Regions from separate parts of the Sus scrofa genome. Here region 2 is linked to region 1. A link is a contact called in public Hi-C data. All regions are on one chromosome and are shown on one strand. Each heading gives the region's core, a stretch centred on a gene start, on an enhancer-like site or on the middle of the called end of the contact. The rest is flanking DNA. Distances are from core to core; before and after follow the strand shown.

Evidence for each region. A called contact is a pair of places that touch in the nucleus more often than the background predicts.
Region 2: a Hi-C map of liver shows a contact between it and region 1, with 2.1 times the contacts expected there. The contact joins two enhancer-like sites. A contact is called at or near these places in 5 of 47 Hi-C or Micro-C datasets (alveolar macrophages, embryonic fibroblasts, liver and 2 more).

What each region holds. Positions count from the first base shown.
Region 1 is chr1:250,491,496-250,494,480 of Sscrofa11.1, reverse strand. It overlaps PTPN3 (tyrosine-protein phosphatase non-receptor type 3), which reads left to right. Exons shown (of 26, transcript XM_021067334.1): 5 at 953-1,031. Among named protein-coding and RNA genes, the nearest start is that of PTPN3, 90 kb to the left of the region's middle. Within about 2 kb of position 1,595, at least 22 of the 83 cell types and tissues checked have an H3K27ac peak or open chromatin away from gene starts, as enhancers often do. A contact at or near this core is called in liver and omental adipose tissue, where this site is marked.
Region 2 is chr1:250,559,575-250,562,559 of Sscrofa11.1, reverse strand. The region is part of intron 1 of PTPN3 (tyrosine-protein phosphatase non-receptor type 3); the gene reads left to right. Among named protein-coding and RNA genes, the nearest start is that of PTPN3, 22 kb to the left of the region's middle. Within about 2 kb of position 1,584, at least 7 of the 83 cell types and tissues checked have an H3K27ac peak or open chromatin away from gene starts, as enhancers often do. A contact at or near this core is called in liver and omental adipose tissue, where this site is marked.

The sequences.
Region 1 (2,985 bases), core at 346-2,845:
AGAATAGAGAGTAGAGCCCAGAAAGAGCTAACGTAGAGGAGGCAATCACTGAGGAGAGCAGGGTGGAAAAGGCTCGAGTTTCCGAGAGCAAGAAAGTGCTGGAAAGGGCCAGTGAAGATTCCCTGAGTAAGAGAGAGGAGTGAAATTGACATGAAGAAGAGCATGGGATCTTAGCAACACAATCTGATCCTCCCCATTTGCCATATCCAGCAAAAGAAATGGGCTAATTTTATCTTTATAAGCGAATGGACTCTTGGTATCGTTGCATAAAGCCATTATTGTGTGTATTAGCCATGTAATATTTGCTACTGTATTAATCATTTTTAGAATTCATTTTGCATGAAAAGCATGAAATGTCTTTCAGTATAAAAATGGTTTTGAAATGTGGCAATGCAGAATCAAAAGGCCCTGTGCTGTGCTTCTGGTATTGTCACCACCTGTGTGACCTAAAGCATGTCATTTAACACGTCTCCAACGCTGTTGGCGTACTGGTTCAACTGTGCAGCTGACAGGAGCCTGGCCTGCTCCTAGTCATGGCAGTGTTTAAGAAGGTACATGCAAACATTTGGAAAGTGTGAAGTCATTCTGTATGTGAGAGATTATTTCTTTGTGAGTTTTGTGTAATCTGCTGAAGTAAGGATTTTTTAAGTTCCTCGTACAGATAATGGAGTGCCTTGTTGGAACACGTCCCAAAGTTAAACATGTAATAGGAAGTAGATCATACCTCATTCTGTGCTGAGGTTGCAAAAAAATATCATACTTCTTGTGGACTTGGTGATTTCTGAACAGTTAACTAACTTCTGCACTCCTGTTTTGAAATTAGTCGTTTTATTGATGGAAAAAGCCGTGGTCTAGTGAAAAAAACGCGTCATTTATGAAAGAGTAGCCACTTACGTACATTGACTTTTCTTTAAAGGGAAAAAATGTAATTTGTTTTTGAAAAATGTTGTAGGAGGTTTCCCCTGTACCCTGCATTTTCGAGTAAGATTTTTTATACCTGACCCCAACACACTGCAGCAAGAACAAACCAGGTAATCACATTTTTTTTTTTAAGTTTTCTATTTAGTCGGTAAAAATGAGTAACCACTAACAATGTACTCTTTATCACTGTGGCCAAACACTTCATGTGGGTATAACCGCACCAAGAGTTACGATCCCTGTAAAAAGTGGGGGTACACGTATTGACATTTTCATCGGCGTGTTTGTTTTCAGTCTCTGGGCTCCTTCTCTCCCCTCCTGACTGGGTGCTGTTCCCCGCACACTGCCACCCACCACCTCCCCTCCCCTCCCCTCCCCTCCCCTCCACCAGCCTCTCCTGTGTATTGAGCCCCTGTGTTCAGAGTGTGCAGTGATTTCCTGCTCCTGCAGGTGGGGAGTTTGTAAGACAGTCATCTGATGGGCAAATAGCACAGGGTCCCTGAAGGGCTGGAATTAAGCTCGTTAGGAGATCAAGGGGCCTCTGAACCAAGAACTCTCTCTCAGATCCCCAGTTGATAGGAGCTGCAAAGGAGAGCAGCCTGGGCCAGCTTCTCGCCCCGTGAATCAGCGGTGCAGGCAGTCTGTGAACCAGATAAGGGAGAGAGGGCTGCAAGACTTGTTTACCCCTCTGGGCTTGGCTTGGGTCCTGGCTCTGGTGTTTCACTGGCACGTGGGTTTTCTGGGTGGGGACCCGTGTTTGGAATGGAGGGGCGGGCACAGGGAAGTTGTTGCTGTTTGAACACGGATTCAGCAAACTCTCTTCCAGGCCTCTGCTTCCCCTCGCCCAGGCAACGTGTCCAGCCCTTTTATTATTGAAACGTTTATTTTTCCTCGCTCAGGAGGGAAACTCTTCCACCAGACGAAAAAAAAAAAAAAAAAAAAAAGCAGTGAATGTTAGGATTAGTGAATCCCATCCTGTGTTCACTGTGGCCATTGAGGCCATCACCAAGGAGGTGACATTAACTTGGACAGAGCGTGCTGTTTTGTATTTTTTTTCCTTTTTTTTTTGTCTTGTCTTGAGCCGCTCCTTCGGCATATGGAGGTCCCCAGGCTAGGGGTCTAATCGGAGCTGTAGCCCCCGGCCTACGCCACAGCCACAGCAACATGGGATCCAAGCCGTGTCTGCAACCTACACAGCTCATGGCAACGCCAGATCCTTTACCCACTGAGCAAGACCAGGGATTGAACCCTCACCCTCATGGTTCCTAGTTGGATTCGTTAACCACTGAGCCACGATGGGAACTCCTTTTTTAAAAAATGGTAATCACATGATGGCATTTTAACTTGAAATCTGTAAAGGCCAAATATTAGTCTGTTACTGTTTTGTCTTCTTTGTACACCTTTTCTCTCTGCGATAGAAGACATTGGAGGTTTGACTTGTGTTTACCATTAAGTTAAATTTTAAGCCCATGTAAGATGTTCCACGTGACCCGTTGGGTAACCACGGGAAGTACACTTGGTGCTTTGAGTTGTCCCCGTAGCAGCTTGTTATGCTGGTGGACTAAGGGGTGGCGTAGGCACGCTCAGCCCTGCAGGTCAGCTCATAAGCCAGCAGAAGCAAAGTGGTGGCGAGAGCTGAGAGAATATGTTTGAAATGACCCTGCTAGGATTTCCCCAGGCTGTTATTACTAAATATCAGGTTCTGTTCAAAGGATGCTCAAAAAATGTTATGACGGATTTAACCAGGGGGCCTTTTTTAAATCACAACCCCACAGTACATGTGTATTTTTGCTTTATAATGCATCACACAGATATACATATATAGATACAAATATATATATAAATTGCTGAAGCATATGTTTCAGAAAACAATAGTAGGTATAAAGCACTCTTTTTTGGGGCTTTTTTTTTTTTTTTTTTTTTTTGGGCCATATCTGCGGCATATGGAAGTTCCCAGGCTAGGGGTCCAATCGGAGCTGTAGCTCCTGGTCTACGCCACAGCCATAGCCAGGCCAGATCCGAGCTGTGTCTTCGACCTACACCACAGCTCACGGCAACACCGGGTCC
Region 2 (2,985 bases), core at 335-2,834, 68 kb before region 1:
TTCTGGGTGAGGAGCCCTTGCTCCATGGACACAAGCTCTTATTCATAACCTCTTGACTGGGCAGCGTGGGGCAGCCACTCTGTACTGTGCCCCTGTGCGTGAGCAGCCCAGCCATGTATCCTCTAGCCCTCGGCATCAACAGGCTTATTTGGTTTCGAGACCCCCTTCTATCCTGTTTATGGGCTGTGTGATTGTGAGCAAGTCCCTTCACTGCCCTGGGCCACAGTTTCCTCATTCTTCAAATCGCTGATACTATCGCTATGATTATTACTTCTCCTAGTACAGCAAGAATTCCTTTTAGGTCAAGTCAACAAGGATTTTCTGATGCCCTGTTAGGCCCAAGGCCCAGTGCAGGGTCCTGGAGAGAAAGACAAATCAATGAAAGCCATGTACTTGAGGATTAGTAGTCAAGTAAGGGAGACAGGCTGGTGGTCACACAAATGTACCAGAGGCGACGGTGAATAAAGAGAACGAGCACTAGGTAGGGGGTTCCGGGAAGCCTTCCTGAAGGAGGTGAAATCTCAGTTGGCTTTTGAAGGATGAAGAGGAGTTTGCCAGACTCATCTCCCTTTAAAGTCAGTGGAGATAGTTTGTGGAATTAGGCGTCCCAAATTGGGGGGCAGGGGTGGGGGGTGTCTGTTGTACGTACAAGCCAGAGCTTTTCTTTTGTCTTAACTCATGGACCTCAGACCCAATACTCCACCCGGTCACCCTCATTTCTTCTAAGACCCCCTTCTGGGGGTGGCAGGGGATCCTTGGCAGGCTGCTGAATTAAACCTGCTTTAGGAGGGAAAGTGCCCATGAGACTTCCCTGGTGGCCTAGCAATTAAGGATCCAGCCTTGTCACTGCTATAGCTTGGGTCACCTCTGTGGCTTGGGCTTGATCCCTGGCCTGGGAGTGTCCATGCTGTGGGTGCAGTGGATAGAGAGAAAGAAAGGAAGAAAGGAAGAAAGAAAGAAAGAAAGAAAGAGAAAAAGAAAGAAAGAAAGAAAGAAAGAAAGAAAAAGAAAAAGAAGGAAGGAAGGAAAGAAAGAAAAAAGAAAAGAGAGGAATAAAGAAGGGAAGGAAAGAAGGAAGGAGGGAAAAAGAAAAGAAGGAAAGAGCCCCTATCAGGCAGTTTGGAAAAGATGGGAGAGCCCCCCCCCCCAGAGCATACAGATCACCTGGAAGCAGAGGCACCCTGACCAGCACCCATCCCCGGGGAATATGGCACATCTTAAGACTAAAGCATCTATCCCTCTGCCTTCCAGCAGAGCAGGTGTGAAGATCCAGCCTCTGTTCCTCCTTTCAGCAGCCACTCACATCTTCGTGATTCTATCTCTTCCTGAATTGTTCTTTTCTCATCCTTTCGCTGCCCACCCAAAGCCCACGTGTCACCACCTCTCCTGGGAAGCCTCTTGTTACCTGCCACTCCTGGCATAGTAGTTTCCCCCTGCCCTTCCAATGTCACCCCCAGTTATGCCACCATCACCCTGCATTCTGGGGCTCTACCTCCCGTTAGGCTGTGAGCTCTCTGCAGGCAGGTCCTGGGCCTGAGTCACTTTCTGTAGCCTCAGTTCCTGGCACAGAGCTGGACTCAGAGGACCTCGCTCGGTAAATGTTTGCTGAATTGAACTGAACTGAACTGAACTGGGCCCAGAATTCCTGCCTCTTTCCAGTCAATGTTTGTGTTTTTGTTTTCCTGCCTTGGCAGGAAGCAGAGAGCACACGCAAAGAGGTAACTGAAGAGCATGTAATGAGAAGATTGTTTCGAGGTCTGGGTGAGGTGAAGGCAAATGATGATGGCGAAGCACCCAGAGGCTAGGTGCTTGGGAAGTTGTTACTGGGCCAGGGCCTGACGGGGTGAAGGAAGGGAGCTGGTGCAGCCCTTGGCCAGAGCTGCAGCCAGCAGGGAGGGGCTGCCCAGCAAGAGCTGCGGAGGCGGCCCCTGCCAAACCACAGCTTGGAAGAGAGAAAAGACTGGGGAAATCAACGCCCACCTTGCTCCTGCCACCCATCTCCTGCTGCTGCCCTCCACTGGTCAAACCCAAGCGGAAGCCAGAGGCCAAAGGAGCCGGGGGGGGGGGGGGGGGGGGGGGGGGGGGGGGGGGGGGAGAAGAGGAGAAGGGGGGTGCGGGCCAAGGAAGGCAGCTTCCCTGGTGCCAGAACAGAGTGAATGAAAGTACGGAGCAGATCTGGATGGGGAAACGGGGAATATCCAGCCCAAGTGGTTTTCCCCCCAGATTTCATCCACGTTGCATCCGCATCAGAACCACTTCAAGAGTTTGTTTCAGAAGCCGATTGCCAGGCTCCAGCCCAGACCTCCTAAATCAAAATCTCTATCTAGGAGGCACGGGAATCTGCAGTTTCAGGAAGTCCCCAGAGTGATTCTAGAAATCACCTGGGGATCTCTGGGAAGTGTGGAATTATGGGAAAGCTGATTTGGTTAATTCAGAACGTGAACCTGCAGAGTCACCACAGGCAGAGGGCTTAATGATGTTGGTTCTCCACCTGTGAGTTCCAAAGGACCAGGGTACCTCATTCATTCATTCATTCATTCATTCATCCAGGATGCCTAGCGTGTGCTAATCTCCCAGCGCCGTGGAGAGTTCTGGCAACACAAAAGTGAACCAGGATGTTTCCCACAGGGACATCCTAGATAAGCTCTTCCCCGGCCATGTCGGCATTCTTCTGGGGCTCCAAAAACATGCCTCCCACGTGAGGCTGGCTCCTCAGCATTTCTGCAAACACCAGCTCAAGCACCAGGCCACATAGCAAACCAAACCCATGATTTCAACACCCTCACAAATGCATCTCTCTCCTGAGTCGGGGTGTATAGCTGCCTATGAACCATACGCCTGATGCCCCCACACTGCCCCCTGGTCCACACAGTCCTAAGGGGACTCATCTTCCAGCCCCATCCCCACCCCAAAGCTCCCAACCTCCGTGGGAGGTGCCATCATCCACCCTGTTGTCTAACCTGGGGTCATTCTCGACCCCTTCCC